Linked DNA regions of Mus musculus: regions 2, 3, 4, 5, 6 and 7 are each linked to region 1. Evidence: chromatin contacts called from public HiChIP or PLAC-seq and promoter capture Hi-C data. All regions are on one chromosome and are shown on one strand. Each heading gives the region's core, a stretch centred on a gene start, on an enhancer-like site or on the middle of the called end of the contact. The rest is flanking DNA. Distances are from core to core; before and after follow the strand shown. Region 1 holds the start of Snhg20 (small nucleolar RNA host gene 20). Region 2 holds the start of Wbp2 (WW domain binding protein 2). Region 3 holds the start of Pgs1 (phosphatidylglycerophosphate synthase 1). Region 4 holds the start of Trim65 (tripartite motif-containing 65). Region 5 holds the start of Ubald2 (UBA-like domain containing 2). Region 6 holds the start of Birc5 (baculoviral IAP repeat-containing 5). Region 7 holds the start of Tha1 (threonine aldolase 1).

What was found. Promoter capture Hi-C pulls out the DNA fragments that hold promoters and counts their contacts. HiChIP or PLAC-seq counts read pairs in DNA pulled down with a chosen protein or histone mark.
Region 2: a contact with region 1 is called in a promoter capture Hi-C map of stem cell-derived epiblast-like cells, with 3 times the contacts expected there. The contact joins the promoter of Wbp2 here to the promoter of Snhg20 in region 1. A contact is called at or near these places in 1 of 39 promoter capture datasets (stem cell-derived epiblast-like cells) and 1 of 9 other capture datasets (adipose tissue).
Region 3: a promoter capture Hi-C map of embryonic stem cells shows a contact between it and region 1, with 4 times the contacts expected there. The contact joins the promoter of Pgs1 here to the promoter of Snhg20 in region 1. A contact is called at or near these places in 7 of 39 promoter capture datasets (the 3T3-L1 cell line, the SN4741 cell line, embryonic stem cells and 4 more), 1 of 484 Hi-C or Micro-C datasets (embryonic stem cells) and 2 of 115 datasets of contacts at active chromatin or transcription factors (microglia and pancreatic cancer cells).
Region 4: a contact with region 1 is called in a FOXA1 HiChIP or PLAC-seq map of pancreatic cancer cells. The contact joins the promoter of Trim65 here to the promoter of Snhg20 in region 1.
Region 5: an HNF4G HiChIP or PLAC-seq map of pancreatic cancer cells shows a contact between it and region 1. The contact joins the promoter of Ubald2 here to the promoter of Snhg20 in region 1. A contact is called at or near these places in 2 of 39 promoter capture datasets (liver and neutrophils) and 1 of 115 datasets of contacts at active chromatin or transcription factors (pancreatic cancer cells).
Region 6: a promoter capture Hi-C map of pre-B cells shows a contact between it and region 1, with 2.7 times the contacts expected there. The contact joins the promoter of Birc5 here to the promoter of Snhg20 in region 1. A contact is called at or near these places in 11 of 39 promoter capture datasets (the 3T3-L1 cell line, 3T3-L1-derived adipocytes, the HPC-7 cell line and 6 more) and 5 of 115 datasets of contacts at active chromatin or transcription factors (embryonic basal ganglia, embryonic stem cells, epiblast stem cells and 2 more).
Region 7: a contact with region 1 is called in a FOXA1 HiChIP or PLAC-seq map of pancreatic cancer cells. The contact joins the promoter of Tha1 here to the promoter of Snhg20 in region 1. A contact is called at or near these places in 3 of 39 promoter capture datasets (embryonic stem cells, hippocampal neurons and liver) and 3 of 115 datasets of contacts at active chromatin or transcription factors (memory CD8 T cells, microglia and pancreatic cancer cells).

The regions. Positions count from the first base shown.
Region 1 is chr11:117,075,518-117,078,217 of GRCm38.p6, forward strand. Snhg20 (small nucleolar RNA host gene 20) reads left to right here and starts at 1,266. Exons shown (of 2, transcript NR_027059.1): 1 at 1,266-1,685. Mir6516 (microRNA 6516) reads left to right here and starts at 1,831; the gene lies at 1,831-1,940.
Region 2 is chr11:116,085,578-116,088,277 of GRCm38.p6, forward strand. It overlaps Wbp2 (WW domain binding protein 2), which reads right to left and starts at 1,418. Exons shown (of 8, transcript NM_016852.3): 1 at 1,290-1,418. The coding sequence starts at 1,348.
Region 3 is chr11:117,985,562-117,988,261 of GRCm38.p6, forward strand. Pgs1 (phosphatidylglycerophosphate synthase 1) reads left to right here and starts at 1,296. Exons shown (of 10, transcript NM_133757.2): 1 at 1,296-1,452. The coding sequence starts at 1,319.
Region 4 is chr11:116,129,687-116,132,395 of GRCm38.p6, forward strand. It overlaps Trim65 (tripartite motif-containing 65), which reads right to left and starts at 1,442. Exons shown (of 6, transcript NM_178802.4): 1 at 900-1,442. The coding sequence starts at 1,319. It overlaps Mrpl38 (mitochondrial ribosomal protein L38), which reads right to left. Exons shown (of 9, transcript NM_024177.3): 9 at 2,131-2,444. The coding sequence ends at 2,308.
Region 5 is chr11:116,432,819-116,435,518 of GRCm38.p6, forward strand. It overlaps Ubald2 (UBA-like domain containing 2), which reads left to right and starts at 1,276. Exons shown (of 3, transcript NM_176902.3): 1 at 1,276-1,610; 2 at 1,741-1,803. The coding sequence starts at 1,491.
Region 6 is chr11:117,847,947-117,850,678 of GRCm38.p6, forward strand. Birc5 (baculoviral IAP repeat-containing 5) reads left to right here and starts at 1,291. Exons shown (of 4, transcript NM_009689.2): 1 at 1,291-1,515; 2 at 1,808-1,917. The coding sequence starts at 1,405.
Region 7 is chr11:117,872,085-117,874,784 of GRCm38.p6, forward strand. It overlaps Tha1 (threonine aldolase 1), which reads right to left and starts at 1,442. Exons shown (of 7, transcript NM_027919.4): 1 at 1,087-1,442. The coding sequence starts at 1,315. It overlaps Gm11725 (a long non-coding RNA gene), which reads left to right. Exons shown (of 3, transcript XR_001780380.2): 2 at 11-119.

The sequences.
Region 1 (2,700 bases), core at 16-2,515:
GATTCACATTACAGTGAAACATGCAAAAACCCTTCATTCATCTCAATGAGGTTCGTGTGTCATTTTCTTCATTTACTGAAAATACAGAGTGCACCCTCTCCTTGCCTTTCCCCGCGCCTCTAGCTGACCTGAAGATGATCTTGATTCCAGTTAGAAGGAGCCACAGCTGTAGGGGTAATGGCTGTGTGACACTTTCCCTAGGGAGATGAGACCACCTTGTTTACTAAATGACAGACCAAAGTAACAATGACACCAAATGCCCCTCCCGCCCCCATGAAGTGGCCAGTTTTCTGGGGTTACTCACAGGAGCACGGATAGCCCAAAGACACTCACATTACTAAGAGCCTAGCCCAGCATGAGTGACAGCTCAGGAGAGCTGGAAACTGGAGCTCTCTGCATGATTTGGGGCTAATTCCACAAGTTCGGAGGGTCTCTCCTCATTAAGGAGGGCGGGGCCTTGTGAATCTGGTAAGCTTTAGGAATTTTTTGAGACTTGTCACTTATTTTCCGAGTCTTAGAGTCTTAAGGACTATCCGGATCGCACTTTCTCAAGCTTCCCTCCGGGTGAGATGTTTCGGAGGAAATTACTACATAGCACCGACTTGGCCCTGGCATTATTGATCAATTTTTTTTCGTGGGATTTCCCATTGGCCCCTGGGATACCTTGGGATGATTGAAACCTGGACCTGCATGCAGGACTTGGATGCCACTTTGGAGGTTGGAGGTCTTAGCCCAGAGATGCCACATCACAGATCTAACTAACCCTTTGCTGGACCACGGTGTCATGTTCCTCGGGAGGTCTCTGCTGAAGGCATGATTCTAGATACAGTCCTGCGGCGGTCAGGTCAGAGGTGCGATTTTGGGAAGCCTTTGGATCAAGAGGGTGCTGACGTCAACGGGTATCAGTTGATACCACCTATGGGTTTATACTGTGATGGAAGGTCACACACAGGTTTGCAACAGAACCAGCTGGGTTTCAACTGCCTTTGCCACAACAGGGCTGACTGGGCTCGGGAAAGTCAACTTTTTGGTCTGCACAGGGCTGCGTGATTGATAAAGGGTCAGTGGCTAGGCTAGCTCCTGCCGCCCAAGAGTAGGGAGTCCCTCCCGCTTGCGCCCCTGTAGACGAGGTCCCACCGCCGCGTGGAACTCTGGCCGCTCTAACCGCGTCTAGAACGCGGCCCCTTTAAGGCCGACCTGGATGACCCGAAGGCCAGAGCGACCTTCTAGCGGCCGTCTCGATGGTAAATCTTCAGTTCCGGCCGGAAGTGCATTTGCAGAGCTGGTTCCGCCGGGGAGGAGAACTCGCGTGCTCCGTGCAGAGGGGATGCATCCTGCGCAGCGTGGCTCGGGGGCGCCGTGGAGCCTCCCGAAGGCGATCGTGGGATTCAGAAACCTCTCCCGGGACTCCCATGGGAGGAGGCTGACCCCGGGCCGGCACGCGATCGCGGGATGGGCTGGAGTTGTAGGAAGGCCCTAGGCCCGGGCCGCCATCGGCGGGGCACTGGCTGCTTCTGTGTTGCAGGCGCCGCACGGGTTCGTCCGCTTACACAGAATTGTATTAAATTGTCTTTTTATTTCCCCACCCAGGAAATGAACCACATCCCCCAACGACTAGACGGAAGCACGCACAAGCTCCTTCCTCCCGAGGAGCGTTTCCAGTGACTTGAGCTTGGTTGGCCCAGGTATGTCAATCCTTGGGGGTGGGACGGTGACCTGAGGCCGACGGTCTGGGAAAAGGCTCCTGTGTGGCTGTACCCGCCCGAGGTGGGTGCAGCCCCGTACCAGACAGCCCGACCTTGACCTAAAGTAAAATCCCAGAGGAGGAGGAACCTCTTCCCTGGGGTTAGAATTTGCAGTAACAGGTGTGGACATCCTAGCAGCAGTTTGGTGGTCATGTATGATACTGCAAACAGGAGCCCTGCTGAAGCTGTGGGGACTGAGCACAGTCCTCCAAAAGCAAATATTTGACCATTACTCAAGCCCCTCACTTTAGATAAAAAAGAGAAAAAAGACGTATTCATTATTTTATTTTATTTTAGAGTGTGGATGTTTGCCTGGTGCCCCCAAGGGGTCACAAGAGGGTACCAGATTTCCCAGAAGTGGCATTATAGAGTATTGTCAGCCCCGGTGTGGATGCTGGGAACTGAACCCAGGTCCTTTAAGAGGGCAACAAGTGTTCAGCTTCAATGCTGAGCCATCTCTCCAGCAACTGCACCACCCCGCTCTGAGATAGGGTCTCACTTAGCCCAGGCTGGCCTTTACTCATTAAGTAGCTGAGGGCAGCCTTTGAACTTCTAATCCTCCTTCCTCTGCCTCTGGTAGCCGCCTGGATGACCGGCATCCTCGAGCACACGTGGTTTATGGGATGTACGGATAAAGCTCAAGGCTATATGCATGCTAGGAAGTCTTCTACTCCTGGGTGTCTGTCCCACCCACGTGGAGCTTAAACAAAGATGCATACAGTTGTGACTCCAGACGTCACTGGACAAGACACCAGTACAACCCAAACAAACAGAAATCGTTCCCCAGGACTCACCTGAGCGACCGTGGGCCCCACTAGGTTGTCTCTTCAGTGTGGTTGAAGGACTGGGCGTTTGCATTTTGAGTAGCCACATGGGGCCAGTGGTCACCATTTTGAAGGTCCTGGGTGTGGCATACTTCCGGAAAAACCATGACAAGAGGAATCTGCCATAGTTC
Region 2 (2,700 bases), core at 168-2,667, 990 kb before region 1:
CCTGGGCTACAGGAATGAAACCATACCTCAAAAACCAGAGAGACTGGTAGAAGTGGGGACAGTCATTAGATGGCATCAGAGTACTTGGCTCAGCCAAAGAACTGGACAAAGTATACCAGAAAACAATGTAAGGTTTCTCAGATTACAAGATAAAAAGGTTTGAGTTCGTATGGTTCCATTCAGCTGTCTCCTCCTGTCCCAAATATCCTTTCTTGGTGCAATAAAAGAGGGGCAGCTCAGGTTAAAGAAGTGGTCACCAGGCACATGTGCTGGCCAGCCCCTTCCCAAGACCTACGCACACGAGGTCAGCAGAACCTGGCCTTGTCACTGCCACCTTCTCCTCTGAGTCAGCTTCCCAGGTGACAAGTCCCAAGATGGGTGCCTGTCTACACTGGGTGTGGGCTCTGACCTCCATCATGTCTCTCTTGGCTCTCAAGTTAATCCAAGCCCGGATAGTGCAAGTCAGGAGAGTCAGAATTCCAAGGAACAAGAAACAAGAGGAACAGAGAAGCCCAGCAGTTCAAGGAGGGGAGAGAAAAAAAGAATCTTAAAGTTGGGAGACCTTTGTTCGGGGAACTGACACAAGCCATTAAGAATTCAAGAGAACCAGGCAAGAGACAAGCCTTTATAAGGGTCACCGGGTTAAGTAGTTGACAGACATTTAGTTCCACCACCTCTAGGGCCTCAGCCTTTCTTTTGGAACTTGAGAAGTTCTGGAATATACGAGAAAACTGTACAGGAGTAGTTAAGCCTATTGACTTTGGGGCCAAGTTACCTTCCTTCAATTCCCCTTCTGTTACTCACAGCACAATGGTCTAAGTTATTTTAACCTCATTAGGCGTCACTTGCCCTACCTGTAAAATGTGTCTAATAGTTTCTGCGGCACAGGATTATGTATTACCTAAGGTAGAGCTGACGCAGCATAGTAAAGACGTAGTGAACGCCTAATAAATAGCAACTATGTTTTAAGACTTCGTTTGGGAAGGGGTTCAAGAAATCACCCGTGGGCCTCACTCGGCTTCCCAAACAAACCCTGACACCATTCTCTGGCCCCACCCCCACCCATCACCCCAGCTGATCAGCACTCCGGCCCTCCCCAACGACCCACCCACTCCCTCCAGCCCCGCCTCCGGCCGTTACCACCCCTTTCTCCCTCTTTCCTCCCCCCCCACGCCCCCCCCCCCACAGCGCTCCATCAATTTCCTTCTCCACCATATCCCACCGCCCACCACACACAGTGGCCGACACCCGCCCTTCAAGTCTCCAGGATCCTTCCGCCGTGTTTTCACCTCTCAGTGTTGTTGACGATCACTCCGCCGCCCTCTGAGTGATTCTTGTTGAGCGCCATAGTCTCTCCCACTGGGGTCCCGAGACTCGCAACGCTCTGCGCTTGCGCTGGTCTTTGGCCCGCCTCTAGTGGCGTCGTTCGTATTACAGTCAGCCAATCATAGTTCCTGCGCGCAGGCTGACCAACCACCTGATCTGGACTGTCACGTGGGGAGAGTTTACTCCCGCTCTCCCTCCCCCAAGTTGCACCTGCATCACAAACAAGCAGCCAACTACAATTCCCAGCAGGCAGTGGTCCGGCAACCGCGGCCTCGCCCTGCGTTTAGTGACGAGTGCATTCTGGAATTTGTAGTCTTTTTTTATATTATAGGCCAGGCTAGAGATTATATTTACAAGACTACTTAAACATTTGTACGCCTCTCTCATCCTAGCTTCCTCATGTTAAGCAAACTCAATCGAAGAAATGTAACTTAAATTTGATGATCTGGTGTATGGTACATTTAAACATTACGTAACCAGCCGTCTTCATTTCCGCAACTGTCATGAGTAGTTCGCGCTTACATTTGGGTATTCATTGCAAACTTACAGAGCAGTGCGAGATGCAGTCCCTTCTACAGTGGACTGGCAAAGCCCGAAAAAAATAAAATACGCCACTTTAATCGACCCAGATCCAGATCCCGGACCCAGAGTCGGACTGTGAACTTCTGGGGACTGAGCGGTCCGCTCCCCACCCTCTTCCCCGCCCAGCACCTGCCGCCTGCCGCCTCGCGATGGCGCTGCTTCCTGCTCTGATCTAGCGGATCCCGCTGCAGAAGTTAAACAGCAGGGTTTAAACAGGACCTAGAATAATTGAGTGGACTGACAAAGCACATGACCAACCGCCAGGTAGGACTTTGAAAATACCACTGACTCGTTTCTGCTAGTGGGTGTCTCCCCACTGCGCTGTAGTGAATCTAAACTCCACCTCTGAGTTGTATCTTTCGCAGGGCTGTCGAGGGTTGGGAGAACTCTTCAGTTTCTGGGTGGCATCTTAGCGTACCTACCCTTAACCTTAAGACACCAGTGTTTGGTTTGAAGCAGACAGCATGGTGCCCTACATCCTGGAACATTGCCACAGATTTGAGGCCAGTTTGGGCTGCATAATGATTTCCAGACCAGCCTCAGCTGCAGAGTAAAACAGTTCTGGGAAATGGCAGGTACATTATTAACTCACAGTGCAAGAGACCCTTCTGTTCGCTTTGGGGTTGTTTGTCTGTTTGTTTGTTTGTTTGTTTGTTTGTTTGTTTTTCTAGGTGCACACTAATAAAAGTCAAATGGCTACAGATTTTTGTTTGTTTGGTTTTTGAGAAAGAGTCCTGAGATTACAGGTGTGTACCACCGAGCCTGGGTTTACAAAGTTATGATGATCAGTTG
Region 3 (2,700 bases), core at 46-2,545, 910 kb after region 1:
TTTGTTTTTCAAGATAGGGTTTCATTGTGTAGCCTTGGTTATCTTGGAACTCATTCTGTAGACCATACTGGTCTTGAACTCACAGAGATCCATTTACCTCTGTCTCCACAGTGCTGGGATTAAAGGCGTGCACCACCACCACCACCACCACCACCGGCTGTTTCCACACTTTTCAATAATGGGAGAAAGACTGAGATAAATATTCTTTTGAAATGTGTCATTCACTTTCCTGAAATAGTTTGGTGGAGGTGAAATTCAGAATGTTAGTTCAAGTGTTACAGCTTTAACTCCATCATCTCTGGGGTAAAGAGAATTATGACTGTTTTACAATGTTTCTAGCTTCTAAGTCCCAGAGCATGTGAGCCAGGGAAGGAATTAAGGGCATGAAAGTCAGACAGGGGCAGAGGAGGGTCAGGCCTCAGGGTGCTGAACTGAGTGATGATGCACACGAGTGCGGGCACAAAGCAGGGGCTGGCTATCTGACAGGTGTTGGGCACTGAGCTATTGCAAGAATCCTTCCTCTTGGAGCCAGGCAGGTGAGTTGAGGGCGTAGGGCTCAGGAAGTTATCAATCTGACAGGTGTCAGGACTCTGAATGATCACTAGCTTCCTCTCTCCTGGAGCAATGCAGGTGAGTTTAATGCGCATGGCGGCAGCTGTCAGTGTGACAGGTGCTAAGATGCCACTGACATCCTCCTCCTTGCTCCCTCATGTGAGTGCATGGCAGCAGCTGTCAAACGGACAGGATTGAGGCGCTGAGCAGTTACTAGCTATTCTCCCTCCTGGACTCTCATATGTGAGCGCAGGGTAGCAGCTGAAAGTCTGCGCTGAGCATCCTTCCTTCTTCTTGGAACAAGGCAGATGATCATAGGTCGCAGGGCAGCAGCTATCAGTCTGACAGGACTCCGGGCGCTGAGCTGTTATTAATCCTCCTGGACCTTTATGTGAGCGCAGGGTAGCAGCTGGAAGTCTGACAGGTAGTCTGGTCGCTGAGCATCCCTCCTCTTACAGCAAGGCAGATGAGCATAAAGTGCAGGGCAGCAGCTGCTAATCTGACAGGATTCGGGGTGCTGAGCTGTCACCAGCATTCTCCCTCCTGGACCATCAGGTGAACTTAGGACTGTAGTCCATGCCTCCCGCCCTTGAGCTCCCTGTCTGGCGCGACGCGGTGCCCCAGAAAGGATACAGAGAGGCAAAGACAAGGGAATACAGCCTATGCAGCTGTCACTGCCGCTACCGCGCCTGCGCGCTGGCTCCCTGTTCGCGCTCGCACTGTCAATAAAGTTCTCGCGCGCCGGAAGCGGAAGCGGCGGGTCTCCATGGCGGCGCCGGCAGCGGGCCCGGTGTTCTGGAGGCGGCTGCTGGGCCTGCTGCCTGGCAGGCCCGGGCTGGCCGCGCTCCTGGGCCGCCTCTCCGACCGTCTGGGCAGGAGCCGGGAGCGCCGGCGCCGGAGGTGAGAGCGCTCGAGAGGGCCGGGCGGGGGGTGGGGGACTCGCTGTCTCCCCGCGTGCCGGCGGCTCAGCCAGGAGCCCCGTGGGCGTGCACCGTGCAGGAGCCACCCGGGGCGAGCTCGGGGCTGCGGCCCGGCCCTGGGGCCAAGGCTGCTGTGCTCCGGGCTCGGGGCGTGAGTGTGGCAGTCGGGGTTAGAGCGGTGAGTTGGCCGGAGTGAATCAGCCCTGCGGGGACCCGGTGCAGGCTGGCTTCCTCACATCCTGCCGGAGACATTTCTCAATCCTGACTCAATCGGTACTCAGGCCCGTGAAGAGGAAACACTCGAAACTCTTTCTGCGCGCGTTCGAAAGGCTTGTTTCTGGAAAAGTACTGAAGTGGGTTGTGTAAGCGGTGAGGGAAGCTTTGAAGCAGTTTGTTCAGGCAGTGGTCCTTTAAAGGAAACATTTGCCAAGAACAGGCTCAACCAAGAGGCCTGATGCTATTGCTAATTTTCAGGAGCGCGCGAGATAGATATTGAGATTGTGTGTTTGTGTGTGATATTCTCTCGTGTGGATATGTTTAGAGACTTCGTTTTCTTTTTCTTCAAATGCTGGGGCCCAAACCCAGAACTCCATGCACACAAGGCAGGTGCTTTACCACTGAGCCACATCTCAGCTCCTCCTCTCTCTCTTTAAAATAAATAAAACAATTAAAATAATGACTGTGTGCTCAGGTGGTGGTAGGGGAAGTCGGTTCTCTTTTACCACGTGAGTTGAAGTGATTGAAATCGGATCATCAGGCTTGGCAGCAAACTCGCTGGACCCCCAGTTCTTTTAGAGACACAGTTTCATGTATCTATACTGGCCTTAAATTGAGTAACTCAGGTTAGCCTAATACTCCTGATTCTCCTGCCTCATGTCCAATGCTGACTCCCAGGTGTGAGCTGTAATGGCCCATTCTGGTTCTGTGAGTAAGATCTGTGGGTAAGATCTTGTCTCTAGATGGCTTGAGGTGCAGTCACCTGCGTTGGTTCTAGATGTGGGTCATTGATTTACAGAGTAACAGGGAGCTTGCCAACCCAAGCACAAATTAGACTTAGAGGACCTACTGAATGACAGAATCAAGGCAGACAGGCAGTCTTATCTCAGGTTGCCTGCTGATCAGAATGGCTCTTTCCCCCAGCCATTCGATTGGACGGTAGAATCAGGTGACGCTTATTACATCAGGGCACCAGACCACTGAAAAATGTTAGGTTTCAAAAGTTCTGCCT
Region 4 (2,709 bases), core at 192-2,691, 950 kb before region 1:
CCTCACTTCTTGGCTGTGATGGCCATGGGCAAGGACATAGGCCACCATGGTACCAATTCCGTGGTCACTTTTGCCTTTAACTAAAACCTCTCAGCAGCCTGGGGCACCTGGAGAACTCTCCCTCCTGTAACTGCTTGTGCCCTGGCCGCCATCTCTACAGCTTTGTCAGGATGTAATCCCCTGCCCAACAAATTTCCACTCCTTCTAGGGATACCATAGCGACTTCTTTCACTTCACTGTCCGCATCTCTTCCCAGCTCTCAGTAGATGTCTGTGCCCCCACCCCTGTCTGTGTACCCCACACACTGCATATCCCAAACCAGCTACTCTCTACCCAACCTCAGCACACAGCAGCCCGGTCTCCCGAAGAAACCCTTGTCCTGCGTCTTACTCTCTCCACTGGGCACCGGGCTCCCACTCACTTCTCATTTCTTTTGTTTTGCAGCTGAGACCTCCTTCCTCTTACCCCTCATCTCTTACCCCCTCCACACCCCAGCTGGGGCTCAGACTCCAGAAAGCAGAAATCTGATGACATCATCACCCTGTCTCAGCTTGGAAAGGCACTGCACATCCCTAGAGGAAGAGTCACGACCACCATGCAGACTGGCCCTGCTGACTCTACATTCACGTTTTGCTGAGACTCTATCTGACCCTTGAGTAGATCCTTCAGTCTCTGAAGGGCAGAAATCACACTTACTGAATGCTGGCCACCTTAGCGAATGGGGCTGCCAGCCCTGACCTAACACTCTGGCTCTACTTTATTCAGAGGACCTGGGGAGAGCTGCGTGCAGCAGTCAGGTGCACGTGCCCTCTGGGTTCATATGGGAACCCGCAGATCCTGCTGCAGCCCCTGGCCCTGGCCACAAGCAGTTTCGGCCCTCGGAGAGGCCCTTCCCGCACCTCGCGCACGCGGCGCTCCACGTCCAGCAGCGCCCGCTCGTGGTGGCTGCAGTCGTGCACCGTGCACGCGCTGCACACGCAGAGGCCCTCCGTGCGACAGAAGAACTCGAGCGGCCTCCCGTGGCGCAGGCAGCGAGCGCTGTGGCTTGTGGCGGAGTCCCGGCGCGGAGTCACGGCGGGCGGCGCCGGCAGAACGGGCAGCGCCTGCAGCAAGGTGCTCATCTTCACGTTGCGGGACAGCTTGGCGCCCTCGGGGAAGGGCTGGCGACATTCCGGACACGACTTTTCGCAGGAACGCCATGAATCCTGGATGCAGTTCCCGCAGAAGCTGTGCCCGCAGGGCAGCGTCACCGGGTCCCGGTAGCGACCTAAGCAGATGGAGCAAGTCACCACGTCCTCCTCCAGCAACTGAGCGGCCATGGCGGAAGCGAGGCCCAGTGCTCAGATCTCTTAAAGGGGCCGAGGCTACCAGTGCGAGCACTACGTTGGGGAAGACAGTCCAGGAAGTCGCGGCAGTGCGCAGCCTGGTGCACTAGAACGTTCCTTGGCAGGGATCCAAGTCACCCTTGCTTGCCCGCCTTCTGACGCACTGGGAGCTGGGGCGCGGCTCCCTCCGGTCCACCCTGACTATTTGTGTTCCTTCCCTAGACTCTTTTTTGGGGGGGAGGAGTGGGTGGGAGGGTTTCGAGACAGGGTTTCTCTGTGTAGCCCTGGCTGTCCTGGAACTCACTTTGTAGACCAGGCTGGCCTCGAACTCAGAAATCCGTCTGTCTCTGCCTCCTGAGTGCTGGGATTAAAGGCCCAGGGCATGGTGTCTGTTCACAGCAGTAAAACCCTAAGACAGGCTACTGTCATCTCCTCTACAGCTGAGCAGAGCAGATGGGAGTTCCAGGGTCCCCAAAGGCAGTATGAATCAGAGATCACTCCTAATGGAGTAGGCAGAACTGATTTGTTTCTAGGCCTCTAGCCTCACAGTGGGGGCTCCAGGCCTTGGTGGGGGCTGAAATATGCTAAGGTAACAAGCAATCTGTTGCTAGGTCTGACAGGGGCAGGACTTTCTCCTCGAGGAGGTTCTGATCCCGGGGCTGTCTTTCACAAAGATCACAGGCTGGGCAAAGGTTCACTTTTCATGTGTACCCCCAGCTACCGGGCTGCTGGGCACCTTCTGCTCACCCACAGAGCACTAAAGCTTCACTAAAAGGGTCTGGGTGCCCGAAAGTGAAGACATATTGGCATCAGGAAAAAAGTATTTTATTCACATAGAATCGAGGCACATCCACAAGCCCCTGGGTGTCCTGGGAGAGGCCAGCATGGGACTGTCTCAGTTGGCTTCAGATGGCTCTCTCCGGAGGTGTGACCTTCCAGCTGCTGCGACAGTTCCCCCTCGGAGATGAATGTACTGAGTCTCTCAGTAGATTCCATAGGTGGGCTCATGACTGTCCCTGTATCGGTCCAGATAGCGTAGGGGCTGCTCGTGGGGGAAGCGCTTCTGTTTGGGGTGGTAAGGGGGTGGCCGTACAAATTCAAACACAGGTTCCCGCATGTCTGCAAGAAAAGTAAGGGGAGAGTGGTGGACTTCTGCTGACCTGGGCCTCCTTCCTTGCCTGTGAGGCTGGAGTTCTGCCAGGGACTTTTTTGGGTTTTTCGAGACAGGGTTTCTCTGTGTATCCCTGGCTGTCCTGGAACTCAGAAATCCGCCTGCCTCTGCCTCCCGAGTGCTGGGATTAAAGGCATGCGCCACCACCGCCCGGCTCACCCTGGCTTTCAAAGGCCATCTCCTGGCATGGCAGGAAAGGTCTTTATCCCCAGG
Region 5 (2,700 bases), core at 26-2,525, 640 kb before region 1:
TTCACTGGCAAAGAAATAGAAGTGAGGTTTGCTTTCTTCTGTTCTGTCCTTCTGTTCTGCACACCCTAACTAGTTAGAACCTTCGCTGTAATTAGTTCTGATGAAAAACAGTATATGTCTTCCTGAAACAGGAGCCTTCACAGTAAATTCCCAATCCGATCCTCCAGATCAGGGTGGAAACAGTTCCTGCCCGCTCCCCATGGTCTAGAATCCTTGGATAAGTGGGGCTCTTATACCATGTGTCATTTTTTCCTACCAGCCAACTTCACCATCTTGTGTACCTTAAATCATCTTTAGGTCACTTTAATACCCAATACAATGTAAGTTTCATGTGAATAGATGTATCAATGTCCTCTTGATCAGGGAATAATGACAAAGAAAATGTCTTCATGCTGAAAACAGGTACTTTTTTTTTTTTTTTTTTTTTTAAAGCATAAGGTTTTTAAACCCCGAGGCTGGATTATGCAAAGCATGCCCTGGCACTGGCTATTCCCCCCCACCCCCGTGTGTGTGTGTGTGTGTGTGTGTGTGTGTGTGTGTGTGTGTGTGTGTGTGTTTGGAGAGTTTCTCTATGTAGCCCTGCTGGCTGTCCTGGAACTAACTCACCATGTAGGCAAGACTGGCCTCGAACTCAGAGCTATCCGAATGCCTCTACCTCCCACTGAGCCCTGAAATTAAAACCATGTGGTCACTACGCCTGGTTCTTTTGTGTTGTTTTGTTTTGTTTTGTTTTGTGGTGTTAAGAAATTGAACCCAGGATCTGTCTGCCATGTTTCAAAAGTTTTCTTTTTCTTTTCTTTTTTTTTTAAGAGAGACTGTTTAGAAGCTATTTAAAAATTTAAATACTCTTGAGAGTCGAGTAGCTGCGAAGGTTCTGTGTGTTTTCTATTTTGATCGTTCTGTTTCTCGAGATGACCACATCTTTCAGAGGAAATGAGTCAAAGCCACTCCGTCTTGCTTTTCCAGCTGAGCATGTTCAGTTTCAATGAAGTAATGAATGAACTTGGCCAGCACCACCCCCACGCCTACAACAGCAAACACTGATGACCTCCACCAATCAGAACGCGGTCAGGGTTTTCGAGTTGAGTTCAAACAGGCCTACGGTAGGCCAATCAGCGCATCACGCCCCGCCTCCCGATGGCGGCCCCAGCCAACCACCAACTCGGAGGAGCCAAAACACGGAGGCTGGCCAATGCCGGGGTGCCCCCGCGGCACCGACTCCGCCAATGGGCGCGGCCAGGCGAGGAGAGAAACAGAGCGGCCGGGCCCGCCGCAGGATTCGAATCGAACGTCCGTGTGGGAGCCGGCGGCTGGCTGGGCTGCGCGTGGGCCAATCAGCGGCGTCGGCTCACGGCCCCCGAACGTTGGGCCTGGCGGCCCCGCCCCGCGCTGTTGTTTGCGGCGTCGGCGCGGCCGCGCGAGCCGAACCACAACATTCGCCGGGCGGCGGCGGAGCTGCGAGCGTGAGCCCGGGGCGGCCGCCCAGCGCCATGTCGGTGAACACGGACGAGCTGCGGCACCAGGTCATGATCAACCAGTTCGTGCTGGCCGCGGGCTGCGCGGCCGATCAGGCGCAGCAGCTGCTGCAAGCGGCGCACTGGCAGTTCGAGGTGTGCACCGGGCCGGGGTCGGGAGCGCGCGTGGGAGCCGGGGGCCGCGTAGGGGGGCCGCGGCGGGGGGGGGGGGGGCCGGGGCGGCCAGGCCTCGCTCACGCCGCTGCGTCCCGTATTTTGTCCGCAGACCGCCCTAAGCACGTTCTTTCAAGAAAGCAACATTCCCAACAGCCACCACCACCCGCAGATGGTAAGTGTTCCCCAGGGCCGCGGAGGGGGCGCTCGGTGCGGCAGGGTCGCTGTCAGCCGCGCCGGTGACAGCCATGTTGCCGGGGAGCGGCGCGCCGCGAATGTAAACAAAGAGCCAAAATGTCTTCCAGGAAAGAGCGCTCCCAGGCCGGCGCTGGCTCGCCCAACTTTGGGACCCGCCTCCAGGCCGCTGGATCGGGGCCTGAGGCCCTGTGCTGGGCGCTGTGCCCTGGGTGTAAGGGCCTTGGTGTTGGGGAGGTGGGGGTAGAAGGAAGGGAAGACGGCTTCCAGCAGGATGTTGCGATTCTGATAGCAGAGGATGGGGAAGGGGCTCGAGGATAACCAGACCTTTGGGGACTTCGGGGTGGTGGGGGACTGAGGGATTTGTGTCTTGATGCAAAACACACACACACACACACACACACACACGACTGAGGTAGGGATTTGTGTCTTGGTGCAACAAACACAGCCGTGTGCACACACACACACACACACACACCACCCACCCACCCAGTGCTGCAGGAAGCAGGGGAGGGATAGATCCACCCTGGCTCCGGAAGTCCAACTCTACCCACAAAGGTAGGCTGGCCCTTCCAAAGCCTCCAGGGAACATAACCTTTATGGAGGATATACAGATTTATATACCTAAGGTGAGGCCAAGAATTTCTTTTAATCTCAGTATGTTAAGAAACAAAACAGTCCAGGAAATAGTTCTTGGAGCCTGGATTTGTCCTCTTCCAACTTGGCTCCAGGCTAGAGCCTTTGCCCTCTGGCCAGTGGGTACCCTGCTTTCCTGAGGCCAGGCACATCCCTTCTCTGCTCTAACTCCTAGTTAGCTATTAGCTCCAAACGTGTAGGAGGGCCTGAGCCCAGGAGAGGGGTGGTAAAACATTATTCC
Region 6 (2,732 bases), core at 41-2,540, 770 kb after region 1:
TTATACCCTCTAAAGACTTCCCAGAATTCCAAACAATAAACGCTCTCCTGAAGTTGGCAAAAATCACACCCTTGCGCAAGGCAAACCCTAATTATTTGCTGGGAAGCCACCTCTTACTCCACACCTGGGATTAAAACAAAAACACATTCATAAAACATAACTGGGCTTTTAGAGAAACTCAAATTCTCACTACAGGGAAGAGTCCTATCTGAACCGGGCCATGAGAGAGGAGAGGAAGAGATGAGAGAGGGAAGAGGACCAAGAGAGAAGTGGAAAGTTTCAGACCAAGGGAGCAAGCTGTAGAAATGGCTGGTCTATACAGGGAAGAGAAGCTCAAACGCTGGACTGGTGAGGTTTAGGATAGGGGCAGGGTGAGAAGAGCTGGGGGGAGCCACAGGAATTGATACTTGATCCATGTTTCTTCGGGACGTGACAAAACCCCTCTTGTTCCAGCTGCCTATGTGGTATGATCTGTTCTTCCTCACAATCTGTGAGGTGGCCTGGAGCTCATTGGAGGCCCACTGGCAGGAAGCCTACTGAGATTTATTGAAAAGGAAACCGAATTATCAGGGCACTCGTTTGCAACGCCAACCTGGGCTGTGTTCGGGGCATGCCCAGCCTGCTGTCTGCAGTGTGAAGCTCTTTAGAAGCCACTGCAACCACAGGCCGCCCGACAGGAACAGAGACACTGAAAACGGGCCCGCAGCAAGGCAGGCTCAGCAGCCAACAGTCACACCCAGGAAGCAGTATTTTTCTTCTGCTCCTGGACTCTCTTGCGGTGTATGGCTGCTTCCCTTTGGTCTGAGCCAGGCCGATGGTCTCAGAAATAGACACCCATTGACTTTCTTTTCCAGCGCTGGGACATACAGACCCCGCCTCCATCCCAGGGTGTCTATAGGAAGGATGGCGGCTGCTGCAGGGAGGAGGGTCTCCTGTCTTCCTAAGGGCGCCCCTCCACCAGCCTGTGGGTGGGTCCGAGGCACTTCCATTCCGATATCTAGCTGGCCAAATCCTGCAAACCTTGAGGCAGGAAGAACCTGCAGAGCACATGGGACTTGCAGCGGACATGCTTTAAAGAGGTGCCCCAGGCCCGTCCACCGCCCTCGGCCACCCTCCGTGTCCTCTGGGGAGCAGCTGCGGAAGATTCGAGTCAGAATAGCAAGAAGGAACCGCAGCAGAAGGTACAACTCCCAGCATGCCCTGCGCCCGCCACGCCCACAAGGCCAGGCGCAGATGGGCGTGGGGCGGGACTTTCCCGGCTCGCCTCGCGCCGTCCACTCCCAGAAGGCAGCGGGCGAGGGCGTGGGGCCGGGGCTCTCCCGGCATGCTCTGCGGCGCGCCTCCGCCCGCGCGATTTGAATCCTGCGTTTGAGTCGTCTTGGCGGAGGTTGTGGTGACGCCATCATGGGAGCTCCGGCGCTGCCCCAGATCTGGCAGCTGTACCTCAAGAACTACCGCATCGCCACCTTCAAGAACTGGCCCTTCCTGGAGGACTGCGCCTGCACCCCAGAGCGAGTGAGTCCCAGCTTCCAGCGACTCCACCCTGGGCCCGACGGTGCCTTAGTTGTGTGACCCGGGATCAGAACCCGCTATCCCCACCCTCGCTTCGTACTGTTAGCCAGGCTGCTTTGCTCTGCTCTGTCCTCCACGAGGCCACCCCCCCCCCCCGCTCTCCCCACCCTCTGCCTGAACCACTGTTAGCCTCCGGGCCTCTTCCCACTGTCCTCAGTTCTCGGCCCGGAACGATCTCTGGGAATCATGGGATAAGGTCAGACTGTTGATCCCGCTCACGAGCTGTCATTTTCAGATGGCGGAGGCTGGCTTCATCCACTGCCCTACCGAGAACGAGCCTGATTTGGCCCAGTGTTTTTTCTGCTTTAAGGAATTGGAAGGCTGGGAACCCGATGACAACCCGATGTAAGTCCCACAGGCTACTCTCGGTGGGTTTCCTGGTGTTCCCCTTCCATTGAGAGCCTTTTGGGTTGAACTGGAGTTGGGACAAACCATTTGTATTTAGTAGAAGAGCATGCTTCTTGCTCAAGTGTTCCAGTTATACAGCTCAGACTAGTCTTGAATTCTCAATTTCTGCCTTGGTTTCCTGAGTGTTGCCAACATGCATGGTTTTGCCTGAGGTTTTTTTGTTGTGTTTTGTTTTTGTTTTAAAACAGGGTTTGTCTGTGCAGCCTTGGCTGTCCTGGAACTCACTCTGTAGACCAGGCTGGCCTCGAACTCAGAAATCCGCCTGCCTCTGCCTCCCAAGTGCTGGGATTAAAGGCGTGCAGCACCACTGCCCAACCAAATTTTTAAATATGTTATTATTACTTAATTTATATTTCTATTTGTGTATGTTTGGATGTGGGTGTCATGGTGGATGTTGGTGTCAAGACAGCTTGGGGGGATAACTTCTCTCTTATTGTGTTGGTCCCTGGAATTGAGCTCAGGTGAGCAGGTTTGGCAGCAAGCATCCTCACCTGGGCCATTTCAGTGGCCCCTGTTTGGTTTCAGACCCCAGGAGTAGGAACTGAGGTGCTTATTCTACATATCAAAGCAGACCTGGACTCCAGGCTCTCCCAGCATCCCTCACTCCCTCCCTGGCATACTTTGCCCCCAACTCTGAACTTCCAGCCCAGGAACTGGGCAGCCCTTCCCCCCAGAGGCTCCACCCTATATAATCCAGGCATTTTGGACTTCTCTTCTTCTCTCTCTACATGTGTTCTTTCTCTCACCTTCCC
Region 7 (2,700 bases), core at 192-2,691, 800 kb after region 1:
CCTTTCCCAGAAGCCCCGGCAGGTGAGGCCTTGTGGTTTCCCTGTGGACTTCCTCTGCACATCACCACGGAAGAAGAGCCTCTGGGGAGCGGGCAGGGCACAAAGAGTGCAGCTGGCGGGTGAGTGGATGGCCTGGGTAAAGGCCATGGTGGCTCTCCTGTCTGTGACACAATGCTCAGTGCTAAAGTGATCTAGATTCTGTCCCCAGAGGACACATACCCGTGTCTCCCTGAGCCCTGTGTGCGGTCGGGGATGAGTTCTGCTCGCTCCTCCTCCCAGCCCCTGGTTCACCCTCCTCAGACTCCTGTCGAGGCCAGGACCTCCCAGCCTTGATGTGGTGACCTGTTTACACCAGGTGCCTGCTGAGAGCAGTGTAGCTCAGCATCTTTGAAGTTCCTGGTAATATCTTGTTGTCAAGAGATTCTAGATCAGCCCCAATCACCCCTGGGTCCACAAAGGTCAAGTGTGATCTCTGGTGTATCTCTGGATCTCTAGTGCACACACAGCAGCACTAGAGGTCCACCTTAGCAGTGACTATTGACCCCGGGTGGGCTTTGGTTTGCTGTCTCCTTAACGCGCTGCACTCCCTAGATATGAAATTCTGCACCCCCCCCCCCCCCCTGTGAAGGAGCAGCGAGCACTTTCTTTGCTGGATTGATTTTGTCTTTGTGAAGTCAGCCAATGAATGAAGGAGAGTAGTTAGCCCTCCTTGTAGTAAGACCTGTCTCAAACCCTGGTTCTTCCCTGTTCCTGATGTGGGTCCTTGAACTCCTCTCTGCCCATCTCGGGGTCTTGCTTTGCCAAGTCTGGACAACACCCATCTGGGCAATTGGGTGACAGTGGGCAGAAATCACCAGGTGGTCCTGTTAAAATGCAGATTCTGGCTCCCCAAGTCCATTGTGGAGCTCAAGAGTCTGCATTACCAGGGATCTCTCCGAGAAGGAACAAGAACGCAGAGTGCACCACTGAGCGTCCTCAAATGTCAGCGAGGCACCCCTCTGCGTCCGTGCTGTCCTGTCAGAACCACGGACAGCGTCCCGGGGTCACCGCAACGACCCCTGCCCCGGGCCTGTTCGCCGGGCTCACCGTGGACCGTAGGGTCTTCGCCGTAATCATCGTCTCCTACAACCGCTTCGGCCATAGCGCGCCTCATGGCCGGCCCTGGCCGGGTCACCGTGTCGCTGCGTAGGTCCACCACGTGGGCTGGGACCCCCGCCCAATTCCTAGACCACTGAGCCCAGGGCACCCTGAGCCCCGGGACCGTGGCCCGGAACAGGCTGCGTAGCATGGCGGCCCGGAACAGGCTGCATAGCATGGCTGTGGCACTCGTCTTTCTCGGCCGCAGGAGCGGAGGACAGTCTCTTCCGTGCCAGCGGGGAACCCGTGTAACTGGACTCTTCTGACCCCGCGCGGACCTGAACTGGGCAAGCCCGGGGCACTATGGGAATTGTAGTCCTCTCTGGAGTTTTATACATTATTCGAGCCCCGCAGCATGCTGAGAGTTGTAGTTTTTGTGTTCCGTTGTTCCAAAGGCTAGGAGATTTTGGAATGACAGTTCCTTACTTTGCTGAGTGGGAAACAAAGCTGAGGTCCGGGGATTTTAGCGTGTACATGGTACTGCTCGTGGCACTGCAGATTTAACTTAATTAAGCGTCTCAGCCACTCTGGGAAACACCTGGGTGTTTGGGAATGGAACTCAGGTTCTCTTCATAATCAGTTCCATGCCTCTGAGCCACCTCTCCAGTCCCTCACGGTCCTCATTTTACACCCGAGGAAACAGGCTGCAGACACTGATGTGAAGTCCAGGAATCAAGTATGGTACCGTGTTGCCCATAAACAGTAGCTTTCAACCACTGGAGTCTTTTTAATTTTTCTCCTTAAAAATTAGTTCTGGCCGGGCAGTGGTGGCGCACGCCTTTAATCACAGCACTTGGGAGGCAGAGGCAGGCGGATTTCTGAGTTCGAGGCCAGCCTGGTTTACAAAGTGAGTTCCAGGACAGCCAGGGCTACACAGAGAAACCTTGTCTCAAAACAAACAAACAAACAACAAAATTAGTTCTGAACTCACTGGGTAACCTAGTTGACCTTGAACATCTGACCGTCCTGCTTGGGAATTCAAGTGTGTGCCACCATGCCCAGTTTACGCTGTGCTGGGAACTAGATTTAGGGCTTTGTAAGTGCTAGGCAAGCATGCTACCAAATGGGATACATTCCCCCTCCCTCCTCTCCCCTCCTCCTCCTCCTTCCCCCTCCCCTTCCCCTCTCCTCTCCCCAAATTCTTCTTTTAAATGAATTTAAAGCTGGGAGGTGGTGGCACACACCTTTAATTCCAGCACTGGGGAGGCAGAGGTAGGCGGATCTCTGAATTCGAGGCCAGCCTGGTCCACAGAGTTCCAGGACAATCAAGGCTACACAGAGACCCTGTATGGGGGGGGGGGGAGATTTAAAACTTTAAAAATCATATGTGTGGGGTGGGGAGTAGATACACATGAGTGTAGTTACCTACTGGGGCCAGAAGAGGGCGCTGGACAACCTGGAGCTAGAGTTACAGAGTCTCCAAGAGACTGTATGGGTTTGTGTCTGCCATCTCTCTAGGACATATGGGAAACGGAGTTTTGGAGGTATCTAGAAATCTTTCTTTTTCCTATACCATTGGCTTGGAGAGACAAGGTGCTTCCATGGAAGTCATGCCCAAGAGCC